2 separate regions of the Mus musculus genome follow, and region 2 is linked to region 1. Evidence: chromatin contacts called from public Hi-C data. All regions are on one chromosome and are shown on one strand. Each heading gives the region's core, a stretch centred on a gene start, on an enhancer-like site or on the middle of the called end of the contact. The rest is flanking DNA. Distances are from core to core; before and after follow the strand shown.

Region 1 (7,145 bases), core at 3,403-5,902:
ACCCTCCAACCTAGGGCCAACCTGAAGCCAGGTCCAGACACCTCTAAAATGGCATTCTGGAACCTCTACTCTCCCATGGCCCAGGCTAGGCAAATTTGATGATGAATCTTTAATGCTGACTAGAGAGGATGGGCAGCCATAATCCCAGCTCCCATGGCGTGACTGTCTTAGCAACGAAGCCAGCAACCCCAAAGTTGGCTGAGATTCTCAAGTCCTGTAGCTCTGTGTAAGGTTTGGCACAGGGCCATCTCTGAGGCTCTAGGTCAGAAAGACTCACACTGTTACTAGAGCGAGTCAGTGGAGGCTAGAATGAGGGTAGGGAATCCTGTTCACACTTGCACCCCAAACTGAGATTGCAATCTCACATACATGAAGATGTCTCTTCCCTTTACTGTCTTGTGTTTAAGACGGCCCCCACCACACCACACCACACCACACACACACACACACACACACACACACACACACACACACACACTAATCACACTGTGGTTCTGTGTGGCTTGCTCTCATAATCCCTGGACACAAACCAATGGGAACAGGAAAATTCCACATCCACCTCAGTTGGCTTCCTTCAGAGAAATGCACAAACCTCCCAAACATCAGGGAAGCATTCATGGCATAGTGGGTCCAATGGCTAATGCTGGCCAGAGCCCAGACAGCCACCAGGGTGTGTGACCTCCCCAAACTCTCATTCCAGCCCACACCCTTGAGGGAGGCTTCCCCCAGGACTCGGCAAGCCTTACTTGTAGATCTCCTCTGCTTTCTCCTTGACCTTGGACTGATCGCCGTACTTCAGGTCCTCACAGGCTTCCCAGAATCCTAGGTTCTCCCCTGCATGAGGAAGATAGCCCACGAAGATGAAAGCCGGGCAGGAAATGAGTGGAGAGAAGAGGAGAGAAAGGTCAGGTGGGCTCCGCTCAGTTGAGTGTCTTCCTGCAAGACGAGTCACTGAGCACTGGGACATCGAACGACTCCATGTTGACTGAGAGTACGAGCCATGTCTCACTTCCGGGATGAGTGAATTGTTGGGTCTCAGCAATGGCGTGACTCGTGAGCCATAAACTGGATTGGCTGCCAGCATGTTTAACGAGATTATCCACTCACGACGTGGATGCTGTTCTGCCCTCCAACGATACATCCTAATCTCTGCCATGTTCTTTTTCTAAATTGGTATTTGTTTGTTTATTGGTGGGCGGGCATGGGTGTAGAGGTTAAAGGTTGAATTATGCAGTTGGTCGTCTTCATCATGTGGGTCCCAGGGACTGAACTGAAGTCACCAGGCTGAGCGGCAAACGCCTTTACCCACCGAACCATCCTACCAGCGCCCATATTCTTTCTGGCCGAGAACTTATCTATAGCAAACACTTCCCGAACAATTCACACAGGCTCATGAGCATGGATGACTTCACTCTACAGCTTCCTACGCTCTGCTGCGTCTCATGCCCATGTGACTCCTGCCTGTTTTGGTTGACTGTGCCCAGGGACCCCCACCTTCTGTACACCACCATCTTCCCGCCCAAAAGTCCTTGGACTATTTGAAAGCTGATAGCAGATGCTTAGAAGATACCTGACTACTAGGGGTGCTTAATGTCATGAGAACCAGAGAGATTTTGTTCCTCTAGACTGAGAGAGAGAAAAGAAAACAGACCCCCAAAATCCTTAACCTCTTGCCAATTTCACATTTACTCCCCAGTGCTTGGCTGAACCCAAAAAGCATCAGGATGTGTTGGTACAAGGATTCTAGTGATGCCACGTATCAATTACACCTGAGAAAATAAAGATGGTGTCATCAGTAAGCAAGTAACAGGGTGTGTGTGTGTGTGTGTGTGTGTGTGTGTGTGTGTGTGTGTGTACATACACACTCACACTCTGAAGTGCTGTGGTGCCGTTTAATAGGAAAGAAAACCTTCTCCTCTGCTTCCACAGTGTTTCCTGAGAGCCCCCAGTTATGTCAGACGGGCAGAAGCTGCACAACTCCACACTAGCTAGAATTTGTCCCATAACCAGAGGCACATATTCTTTGGACAGAAATCACAGGCCAATGTTTTTCTTCATTAATCTATTGTTGTGACATCCACACCTCTTGCTTATTGAAAGTTAATCACTTATAACTAGATTAAATGAGCAATTATTCATAAACGTCAAAAGGTAAAAAAAACAACTCAAAATGGCACAGAGGAGGATCACCCGTGATATACCGACACATCTGCCGTGAAAGAATCTCTTAGCTTCGGCTGCCAACTGGAAACAACCCAGAGTTATCTGAGCGAATCTCAATGGGGGGAGGGGGATTGCCTCAATTACACTGGCCTGTGCTATATCTGTGGGCATTTTCTTGATTGATTATTGATAGAAGAGGGCCCGGTTCACTGCGGTGGGCCTGGACTGTATAAGAAGTGTAACTAAACACTAGCCTGGAAACAAGCCAATGAGCAGTACTTCTCTGTGGTTTCTGTTTCAGCTCCTGCTTGACTTCTTGCCTCTACTTCCCTCGGTGATGCACTGTGATCTGAAAATATGAACGAGGTAAACTCTTTCCTCCACAGGTTGTTTTGGGTGGTGGTGGTTTTTATCACAGCAGCAGACGGCAAGGTAGAACATGGTGTTCTATGAACCTTGAAGGCATCATGGAGGTTTGAATGAGAATACCCCCCCCCCATCCATAGGACCATCAATTGGAATACCTGGTCATCAGGGGGTATTACTACTTGAAAAGATTAGGATTTGTGGCCTTGTTGGAGGAAGCGTGTCTGTGGGGATGGGCTTTGAGATTTCAAAAAGCCCATTCCACACCCAGAGCCGCTCTCTTCCTGCTGACTGCGAATCCAGTGGCTGACTGAGCTCTTATCTGGAAGAACTCTCAGCCACTTCTCCAGCACCATGTCTGCCTGTAAGCCACCGTGCTCCCCACTGTAATGGTAAGGGACTTAACCTCTGTCAGCCAGGCCGATTAAATGCTTTCTTTTATGAGGTGTTGTGGTATGGGGTCTCTTCACAGCAATGGCATGCTGAGTAGAACAGAGGTTACAAGTAGCTCAGACACTGATCCTACGATTACACTGGCATGAGGAACCTAAAGCTGTCAAACTAAGAGAGGCATGTGTGGCATGGCAGCCACCGAGGGGTGGGCGAATAGGAGGTTAGTAATTAAGTACACAGTTTCAGCTTGAGACAACATCCTAGAAACCCAGACACATTGATTGCTCAGTGAACAGTGGCACTCAAATGGTTAAAATGGTACATTTTTGTGTTACATATATTTTACTAAGTAAAAAACAATTAAGGTGGGCACAGAGGCCTACCTGTAATCCTCCTACCCTTTGGGGAGGTAGAGGCAGCTGGATAGCCATATCAGCCATATCAGTGAGACCTGGGTTCAATTGAGAGCCCCTGACTTCATGACTAATGACTAAGACAGAGAATGACCAAAGAAGACTCCTGGGGTCAATTTCTCAGGCTTCCACACTCAATGGCAGACATGTGTTCAAGCACCTACATATACATGTATGCACTCACAGGAGTATTTATACACACTCATTTTAAAACGTTAAATAAACACCTTAAAACACATATAAGATTTCACTGCAGTATTCATAAAGCCCAAAGCCAAATTCAAGGGTTGGAGAGATGGTTCCATGGGTACAAGCATTTGTTGCTCTTTCAGAGGACCCAGGTTCAAGTCCCAACACCCACATGGTGGCTCACAACCATCTATAACTCTAGTTCTAGAGGACCAGCTCACCTCTTCTGGCCTCTGTGAGTACCAGACATGCACACAGACTTACAAACATACCTGCAAGCAAAACACCCACAGACATAAGTTTAAAAAAATAACCTAAAAAATCCCATGATGGATGAATACAGGTGGTACGCACAGACAATGGACCTGATACAGCCATAAAGAAGAGTGTAGAACACCAAGTAAGAAAAGGTCACACACTGTACGGTCCCCATCACAAGAAGCACGTGGAATACCCAAATCCACGGAGACTGAGGGAGAGGAGTGTGCAGCATGCCATGGTGAGGGAAGAACTGAAAATGACCTACCATGGGTAAGGCATTCCTCCCTGAGCTGTTACAGAATTAGCTAGTGTTGGCAGTTGTACGGTTCGGTGAATATATAAGATGACGCAAGACATCAAAGCCACTGGATTGAGCCCAGGGTGGTGGGCTACACAATTCTATTGCTTCAGAGACTGAGGCAGGAGGATCACGAGTTTGAGGCCAGCCTGGGCTACCCAGAGAGCTGCTGTCTCAAAACCAAACAACAACAACAACAGAACACTTGGAAGACAGAGGCAGGAGGACTTGGACGTCAGGTTCACCCTCAGCCACACAGTGAATCTGAGGTCAGCCTGGGTTATATGAAACTTCAATTTAAAGGTGGGGGTGGGGGTGGGGATGAATCGCATATGGGTCATACCTAAGTTTTAAGTTTTTAATTAAATAAGAAAACCAATGGTTTGTGTTCCCTGTTCATACATGAATCCCTCTGACGCTCCTCAGGAGACTGACTATATAATACGGTTTCAGAGATGCAAGGAAAATTTTCTAGATGCTTGCTTTTATCAAGGGATGCATGGCTGAAGCTCAGCATGCTACTTTACTTACTGTCCACTAGATGGCACCATTTCCACTTAGTCACGGGGCGCCGAGGCGCCCGCTCCTGTTCCATCCATCTTTCGGAGGGCTATTACATTTATGCGATTTGGCTTGCTTAGAGAGAATGATTTACAGCAAGCCATGTTCTAATGCAATGCTCTGTATCGGGCCGCCATCCAGACTAAAGCACGTCCAGTATGACTCGCTTCAGAAGCAGGGCCCCAGACTAACTGCTTTAGGGTAATCAGCCTTGGAGTCTCAAACCCAATCACGGAGCTCCCCGGTGATGGGAATGGACAAACAGATAAAATAAATCGCATAAAAGCCAATTTGTCGGCAAAGGTGGCAAAGAAATTGAACGTGTAATTGGTTCTAATCCGGCCTCAGTGTGTTCCCGGATGTTTCTCAGTGGATGAGACACCCAGAGACAGACCTCCTCCACTAAAGCCCGCATCCTCTGAAGGCTTGGAAGAAACCAGGGCAAGAGGTTACACTTCAATCACCAAGGAAGCTTTCAAGACCACAGCGACTGCAACTCAGTCCAATTAAAAAGGCATCTGGGTCCGGGGTGGACACGAGTTTAACATATCTGTGCAGGGCTGGAGATGGTTTTGTGGTTTAGCACTGGCTCCTCTTCCAGGATCGGTTCAATTCCCAGCACCCATATGGCCGCTCACAACCCTTTGTAACTCCAATTCTGGGGAATATGACACCCCTTCCGGCCTGGATGGGCACTGCATGCATATGGTATACAGAAATACATATTGGGGTGTGGGTGTGTGTGTGTGTGTGTGTGTGTGTGTGTGTGTGTGTGTGTGTGTGTAAAATAAAATAAATCTAAAAGATATGCATGGTTGGGTTGAATCTACAGAACATCTAAGCTAAAGGCAATAGGACTTCCAAAGAGCCTGGGAAGCTTAGCTTGTTCAGCTTCCTGGCCTTTGAAGATGTACTTAGGTGAGGGTAGAGGGCCAGAGGCCAGGGAAATGGGTTAGAAGAACTCTGGGCAATGAAATGAGGGAAACCAAGAACGGATGGAGAATTCCCTGGGAATTGTGAGTGAGGCTAAGGAGATTGTAGAAAAGATGTTAACATTCCCTGGTGCTATACACACACACACACACACACACACACACACACACACACACACACACACACACACCTCAGAATGCAGTGACTTTCTGAGCCTATGGAAAATGAAGGTCCTGGACCCAGGTTAGACTCTTACTCCTGGGAAAGCAGGAGATCCTGTTTAGACCTTAACAAGGTATGGAAGCACCCACTGCAAAACTCCTAAAAGTCTAGGCTGGCCATGAAAGGGAGAGTAACTTTTTTTAAAAGACTCGTGCTGGAAGGAGGGGCTGCTTAGTCCCTGAAGTCTTTGCCATGCACCCACCAAGCTGTGGGTTCGAGCTTCAGCACCCTTTAACACCAAGTAGAGGGTCTCATGCATGTTCCCAGCACTTGGGATGGAGAGTCAAAAGAACCAAGAGGTAGCCTGGGCTACACGTAATCCTGTCTCAGAGAGGAGGGAAGGGGAGGGAGAGAAGAGGAATTAAAAGAAAGGGAGGGAGGAAGGGAGGGAAGGAGGAAGGTAGGAAAGAACAGAGGTAGGGAGGGATGGAGGGAGGGAAGGAGGGAGGGAGGAAGGGAAAGAGGGAGGAAAGAAGGAAGGAAGGAAGGAAGGAAGGAAGGAAGGAAGGAAGGAAGGAAGGAAGGAAGGAAGGAAGGAAAGAGAACTCACCACTAAATTCCTTCTTGAGAAAGTACTGGAAGCTCTGCCGACCCTTGGGGTCTCGAATCAGTTCGCTGAAGTTGAAAGCCCATCTCTCCACTCGCATCTTGGTTGGGATCTCCACCCTGCAAGGATGGTGACTGGTAAATGTGGCACTCCCTGGGAGACAGGGGCTGTACTTAGCCTCAGTGGGAGTGATAGGTCTACCAACCTTCATGAGGTCCTTGGCCAATGTCTCCACCTGATCCCAGTTTTGCTCTGCCCCCTAGCCTCTGCATAGACACACAATCCAAGTTGCCACTTACTAGGAGGACACAGCCTCCAAGTCCCCTGGGGTTCACACCAGAGATGTGGCCTCCCAGAGCTGAGGGAGAGTCACAACCCAGTGGATCCCTGTTCTTCAGGGGTAAAGATCCCCGTCATAAAACAATCTATGAAGGCTCAGGCTGCCACCTTCAAGCCAGGTTAGAATTCCAGTGACATATTGGTCCCTGGATGCTGTGGTCACAGCTACCAGTCAGCATCTGTCACTCACCAAGACTTCCCTTTTACCCTGAATGTGCACGAATGTTTGTGACAGCATTTGTCATGATAGTTACCACTTGGGAAAAGCCCAAATGTCCTTCTCTAGACAGACGGGTTCACACAGGGAAGTTTGTTTATACAAAACTGAAACAAAATGCTACATCCTGCTACAGTGTGAATAAACTCTGAAAGTTTAGCAGGAAGTGAAAAATGCCCAATGAAAGACCACACATCCTATGATGTCATTTACAGGAAGCATCTAGAATAGAAGAATACGGAT
Region 2 (7,145 bases), core at 2,240-4,739, 140 kb after region 1:
GAGTCTTTATTTGTGTGAGTGTTCATACAAGTCTGACTTAATTGAATTATGAAGAATATGCAGTGTGACTTAAAACCTATTCTTACAATAAAATAAAAATAAATTTCTAGCCTAGTTTATTAGTAGCTTGGCATTTTAAATCAGGCTTTTATTTATTATTTCATTATTTAATTTTTATGCATATGTGTATTTTTCCTGAATGGATACCTATAAATACCTGGTGCCCTCAGAGACTAAAAGAATTTCAGGTCCCTTGGAACTAGAATTATAGATGGTTGTGAGCTACCACATGGATGCTGGGAATTGAACCTGGGTCTTCTGGAAGAGAGTCAGTGCCCTTAACCACTGAGCAATCGCTAACTCCTTTTACCAGGCTTTTAAAGATTTATTTTTATACTTTTTAATTTAGTTAAGTTTAACTAAATGAATGCATGTGTGTACTTGTGCAGGTTCTGTGGAGGCCAGTGGCATTGGGTCCTCTGGAACTGAAGTTGCAGGTGTTCGTAAGCTGCCCGATGTAGCTGCTGGGAAGTAACCATAGGTCCTCTAAAGAGCAGCAGGTCCTCTTAACCCCTGAGCCATCTTGCTAACCTTTATCAGGCTTCTAAAAAGTTAACTTCCGATAGTCACAAAAGCTGACGTTAATTTTAAAACGCACGTCAGTGTGAAGCGACTCCAAGGATAGCTACCTCACAGTCATTTTCCTGCCGCTTGCTAAGAGTCCCGAATGGCAGGTCTGTAGTAAGCCAGGGAATCTGTTCTTTTAATAGGCACATCAAGCAGTTCTGACCTATACCAGTAAGAACTATTTATCTAAGTTGGGTGTGGCAGCATGAGCTGTGTGACTAGTCCCTAATACTTTGGAGGCTGAGTAAGGAGGATCGTGACTCGCCTCAAAACAAAAGTACTTGAAGTGGCACCATATACTAAAGTCTGAGGCAGAGGCCACTGAATCTCTGTGAGTTTGAACCCAGCCTGATTTACATAGTAGTAAGTCAGGCCAGTCAGAGTTATACAAGTCTCTACATTTCTAGAACACATTTCCTACAGGACTAGAAAATACGGTAGAGACTTCTCACGCCAAGACATAAAATGAAGAACATCACAGAAGTATTCACATTATAAGAGAGAATTCGAGCTCCTACAGAATGTAAGGAAGCTGTGTAGGGCCTTTTGTAAGAGAGGTTTTGCTGGTCAGAGAATTGGGTATTTTGCCTCTTTGGGTTCAGTGCTTCCTATTTATTACCTTCAAACCAGTCATAAATGTCCACCCATTAATGCTGATCTGTAATCACGTTTTGCACATCTGATCCTTGAAAGTGGTGGACCACTCACCCAGCACGTGTGAAGCCCTGTCCATCTTCAGAGCAGCGACATGAGGGTAGCCGCGGCCCCGTGAGCATGCGATCTTATTGGGCCTAGTCGGTCTTCAGAAGCATTCAGGTCCTTTCCCCAGTGCCGCTTAGTGTGCTCATCACTGCTCCTGGGAGGCTGGGGAGCTTTAATTTGCAGTTAAATGGGTTTTGGACCTAAATGATGCTGAATTGGGAGTTGGAATTTGGAAATGGATGTGCATCGAAAATGTGTGTGGATGGGGTTTCACTCCCCTTTGACCACTGGAGAGTGTATAAAAACAGTTTGGCGTTGCTAGAGATTCAGTCTTAATGCCCGTTGTCGAGATGAGTTGTCCAGAGTATAAGCTTCTCCAAAAAAGGCTGCTTTGCCTTATAATTTTAGGTTGGACTTTCTCAAGAATAGAATCTACTCTTCCCAAAGCTAACTCCAAAGCCCAGTGCTGAGTGACCGTGGTTAAGGGTAGTTCTTGTGCAGAAGAACCAAGTATTTCATCCCAGCGCTCAGAAAATTTAGTAAGCGGTCATCACTCTTGAGCCACTGACTGTTGCTTTGGTCATGAGCGTAGCCTGTAATGGCTGAGCCATCTCTCCAGCCCAAGACACTGAACTTACAAGGTGCATGTCAGAATAATTATTTTAGTCCTCCCTGTCTACCTCTGTCATTTCTCTGTTGAGATTGGGTGGGTCTCATCTTGTCAATTTTGACCTCAAACTTGCTGTGAAGCAGAGGATGGGCTCAACCCCACTCCACCCTCCCCCCCACCAATTCTCCTGCCTCTGTCCAAGTGCTGAGATTTCAGGCGTGTGCCACTGCACTTGGGTGCTGGGGTAGGACCCAGGGTTTCATGCATGCTAGGCAGATGATTCCATCCACTGAGCTACGTTTCCCAGATGAGCAGTGGGCGCCTCTTACTTCTGACAAGTTCCTGGTCGTAGTGATACTCGGGTCACAAGAGTAACTTAAATCCCTTCTTAGCACTGGTAGACTTTGTGTGTCTCCAACAAAGTACCTGTTAGTGAGGAGTTGAGTGCCACATCAACTCACAGCTTTGTGCGCTTGTCCCACCACTTCCTTCTCGCTCCGCTCTACTGTCCCCTGTCAGAGTCCAGTGGCAGCTGTGCTCAGTTAGAGTTGTCTCCGTTTCTTTGACCAGATTCTCCTTGGGTAAATAGATATGCGTGCAGACTGTCTGTCCAGGCTGGCTCTTCAGGTACTCCAAACCTGGCCAACAGCTGCCTGAGCACCCTTGGTAGGAAGTTCAGCAAGAGTGAGGAAAGTCCTGGCAATCTCTAATCTGTCTTATTGTTAATAGCTTTGTTTTGAAACAGGGTCCCAATGTATAGACCTGGCTGGCCTGGGACTCGATCTATAGACCAGATTGGCCTCGAACTCCTAGAGAATCCACCTGGTATTTAGGTTGTTCTGAGGTCCTCAGCTCTGAACATCTGTTCTCACTGAAAAGCTAACAGTCTGTCGCCTCTGCACAAACTTGTTTGGCTGCTGCAGTCAAACAGGACTTAACTCTCCAGCAGTGGACAGCACTCCTTGCTGGGATAACAGCGAACCGCAAGGAAATAGGTAGCGATGGTTGGTCTACAAGTGCTGACCCGCATTGTGTTCTTTGAGTTAGCTACAGTGTCATTACATAGGAAACATGATGCTTCCCCATCTAACTCAACAATAACACAAATACTGGTATTTTGGTGCATATTAAAAGCATAGCACTCCAACCCCCCATTCTGTTTCTTTTTGTGACGAGTGTGAACTTACCTGTGCGTGAGAGAGACAAAGGGCAAACATGGGCTGGCGGTACTCGCGCCATGTGAAGCCCAGCGCCCTGTGCAGTGGTGCAAGGCTTTGAAAGCTCGCCTGTGGGCTCTTCGTCCGCTGCTCCCTCGGATGCAGGGCAGGGCAGTCAGGGGTGCTGGATGAGTCAATGAGTGGGGCTGCCTGCGCTCCAGGAGGGTCTTATTTTTAGACCCTGAAATTTGACTTTATACCATTTCACATGTTAAAAAATACCCTTTGCGTGTTTCCCCAATCACTTAGAAATGAGCCATGAAACAAGCAGTGGGCTGGATTTGGCCTGTGGGCTGCTATCATTTGTGGGTAGTAGACATCTGATCTTCAGTCTAGATAAATAAAAGAATCCAGTGCTTCTCTTCAACAGCAATTGACTTCTGTGGTTGAAGTGGTACAGACTCCTGTGCTGTCGCTCCACTGACAGTCTTTTTAAGGCATTGCTGCATACCGCCAGATTGCGTTCTAACATAATAATTGTGTGCGCCTGCGTCACGTATATGGCAGTTCCCACAGAGGCTGGAAGAGGGCATTGGATTCCCCTGGAGCAGGAATTGCAGGCAGTTGTGAGGCACGTACCTGACTTGGGTTCTGGGATCTGAACTTGGACCTGCATTTGTAATGCTCTTAACCACTGAACCCTGGCGAAGGCTTTAAAACCTCTGCTTCATGACCTGTCTACCAAGTAAAGTTGTCTTTTCCCTATTGGCATAAAACTGCCAGTAGTTTTAGTATGTTTTTTTCCTCAAAAAAAAAAAAAATAGTTTTTTTCTTGTATATTCTTAGACTCTCCAGGTAAAATTCATTATTCTTCAGGAAACAACACACACTAAGTCTTGCCCTTTGCCTCCTCCAGGTGTGTAGGAGAGTGCTTGGATTTAACATCTCTCGTTTGGGCAGTAGGTGTCCCGTGAACGTGCTCTGTCTGTTTGCTTTATGGAACTTACTTCTGAGCTTGAGTTTCAGCGTTTAGATTCCTGGACCAGTGTGTCTTTTCAAGCAAAGAAAGTACGTTTTAGCATACTTTAATGATTCTTGGGAATGAGGAACAAGATCGCTATTTCCAGCTTAGGTACAAGTTGATAAAACTGATGAAGTAAGGTTTGTAGCCTCCCAGGTGTAACTGAAGCCCAGTGAATGCCATTGACTTTGCCAACAGGCTATGTGGGGCTAGATCCGAGTCTGCATGCCACAGTGCCATTGTTTAGATGGAGCCTAAATGTCCAGAGAAAAAAGAATCAGAGGTGACATAAAACACCATGACATTTAAACTCTTTTTTTTTTTTTTTTTTTTTTTTTTTTTTTTTTTGGTTTTTCGAGACAGGGTTTCTCTGTATAGCCCTGGCTGTCCTGGAACTCACTTTGTAGACCAGGCTGGCCTTGAATTCAGAAATCCGCCTGCCTCTGCCTCCCAAGTAACATTTAACTCAGTTTAACTAGGAAATGGATTTTGATCTGAAACTTGATTTAAAATTCTCTCAGTAGTAGAGAATAAATAGACTGGGAAGAGCTAACCCAATTTCAAGTCTCAAGGCTGTAGTATTTCTGTATTCCATAAAATCCTGTATTTTACTTGCAGAGAGACTAAGGTGCATCACTTGAATAATGAGAAAACAGAAGCAAAATTCAGATTAATAGCATGACCTATACTGAAAAGAAACTCCAAGTTTAAGTCAGTGCACCTTAGGCAGAAAGGGGGTGGCTGCTGAAGCACTGAGTTCCTTTCCTTCCTTCACGGTTGGGGACATTGGGACCTGGGGAAGTTTGGAGACTTGATGAAATCACTCCCTCCGGGTTAGAGAAAGAAGCTTGCCTTCCTGTCAGCATGGGGGGCAGGGAGAGAGAGAGAGAGAGAGAGAGAGAGAGAGAGAGAGAGAGAGGAGAGAGAAGAGAGAGAAATGTATGAGCTTGTTAGGAAAAGGTAGTTAGGGCAGCCTTCTCTCAGCAGCTCATTCTTCGTTCTCACATGGTCTTGGAAAGATCCAGACACTGGACACATCAGCAGGGACCATCAGAAACCCTAGGCCCCCAGTACAGAGTCACTGCCATGTGTCCATGGGTAATGTGCAGATTATACACATTTTTTTTTGGTTGTTTTAAAAACTTTTTGAGATCATAAAAAGTGTTTTTTCCCTATGGTTTTTCTCTCCTCAATAAAATGTAAAAGCTGCTGATAACAATTTCTAGAACTTTAGAGGTGTTGATAGGACTATCTTGAATTCAAGGCCACCTTAGGCTACACAGCAAGACCCTGTCAGAAAGGGGTGGGGCAGCAGGCAAGAGGAGAGAATGAAGCCAGATTGTCCCCTCTCTCCAGCCCCAGCGTACTCTTTTTGATTGGAGACTTAATTTTAACCAAAATATGTTTGCCACAAGATTAACACTGAATGTTTATGTCCTAGAGTAGATGTGGCTGAACTGGGGGAGGAGGCAAGACCTGAAACAGTAGACATTCATCCATACGTTTAAATGGAAAGGGATTTAAAATAATTTAATTTCCAAGTCTTGAATGTGTAAAGTCCAGACTTGCTCTCTGTAGTATCACTAGAGACTGAGGGTTGACAGCAGTCGCACACACCATTTTCTTCTCCGTGGAGAAGACAGTACCTCACTGTGTAGCCCTTTTTTGTCTGATTGTTTTGTTTCTGTGTTACATGCCTTTTTCTGTGGTCACTACACCACTTGGTTTTCATGAGATTTTAAAATTTGTAATAAATGAAACACAGACTAACTTGGACCCATAAGATTTCAGATGAATCCCTTTAGTCAGCCTGCTGACACCCGGCACTGAGAGACAGAGGCGGGAAGGTAGCGGAAGGTGTGTGTGTGTGTATGAAGTTTGTTTGTTTTTAAGATTTATTTTTATTGGGGAGACAGATGTACCAGTTCCCATGTGATCAGTCTCCAGCACTTACGTAGTCGCTTGACAGCCATATTTAAGTCCAGTTCCAGGGTGTCTGGCTTCTGTGGGTAGTGTACACACGTGGCACACTAACATACATGTAGGCAAACATTTGTACACATATAATTAAAATACTATAAAAATAATCTTTTAATTATGCTTGCAGATATGAGCTGACAAGTGCAGGTGCCTACAGAGACTACAAGAGGGTGTCCAATCCCCTAGACTGGAAAGAATTGCTAGTGAGCCACTGGGTGTGGCTGCTGCCTGCTGGGTGGGTGCTGGGAGCCAAGCTAGTCTCTGGAAGACTAGCATGCATGCTGAACCACTTAAAGTGTTTGTACCTCCAAAAGAAGACACATGACAGGAATTTCCCACCCCCACTCTCTGATTCATTCCTAGGGGTCTCACTAGATAGCCCAAGCTTGTTTGGAATTCACCTCATACAGTAGACTAGCCCCAAACTCATGGCCATTCCCCAGCTTTGGTCTCTCCAGTGCTAGAGTTACAGGCATAGCTACCAGGCATAGCTCTCATTCTTAGAAAAAGATATTGCAGTGCTACACAGTTACCTTTGCCCGTATTTTAAGGAGTTAATTTAATATACAGCTGAGCTAATAGTATCGTAGATCTTTGAATTAAGATGTGCTATATAGAGAGTTAAGGTTTTCTCAAATGACAGTAAGGCCAGGCCAAGCACATACAGACAGTGACCGCCGTTTCTGTGCATGAAAACATTGGACTAACTTAGTCATGGAGGATAAACAACTAAAGGCCTGGCGTAAGCTTGGGCAGGCTCTGCTGCTTGCTGTGTGAGTATTGTCCCACATTTGCAAAAGTTAAAGAAGGCCTTGTAGGTCAAGGGTGTAGGCTCTGACTTTATAACCTACTCCTTCAGTTTAGCATTTAATAGCACAAGTATTTCATATGTAACTGATATCAGATGATTATGTTTGGTAACTTACGGTATTTTATATGTGTGTATATTCAGATTTATTATATTTCTTTCTTAATTCTATGTGGAAAAATAATGTTCCAGATTTTATTGTTGTAAGTATCACTGAATAAGTGGCATTTTATGTATTCT

What was found. A called contact is a pair of places that touch in the nucleus more often than the background predicts.
Region 2: a Hi-C map of the N1E-115 cell line shows a contact between it and region 1, with 4 times the contacts expected there. The contact joins two enhancer-like sites. A contact is called at or near these places in 3 of 484 Hi-C or Micro-C datasets (the N1E-115 cell line, embryonic fibroblasts and nephron progenitors), 1 of 115 datasets of contacts at active chromatin or transcription factors (bone marrow-derived macrophages) and 1 of 9 other capture datasets (liver).

The regions. Positions count from the first base shown.
Region 1 is chr11:109,240,104-109,247,248 of GRCm38.p6, forward strand. Rgs9 (regulator of G-protein signaling 9) reads right to left here. Exons shown (of 19, transcript NM_011268.2): 13 at 6,350-6,465; 14 at 747-834. Among named protein-coding and RNA genes, the nearest start is that of Gm39440, 24 kb to the left of the region's middle. Within about 2 kb of position 4,653, at least 13 of the 459 cell types and tissues checked have an H3K27ac peak or open chromatin away from gene starts, as enhancers often do. A contact at or near this core is called in the N1E-115 cell line, where this site is marked.
Region 2 is chr11:109,382,007-109,389,151 of GRCm38.p6, forward strand. The region is part of intron 2 of Gna13 (guanine nucleotide binding protein, alpha 13); the gene reads left to right. Among named protein-coding and RNA genes, the nearest start is that of Gm11696, 22 kb to the left of the region's middle. Within about 2 kb of position 3,490, at least 4 of the 459 cell types and tissues checked have an H3K27ac peak or open chromatin away from gene starts, as enhancers often do. A contact at or near this core is called in the N1E-115 cell line, where this site is marked.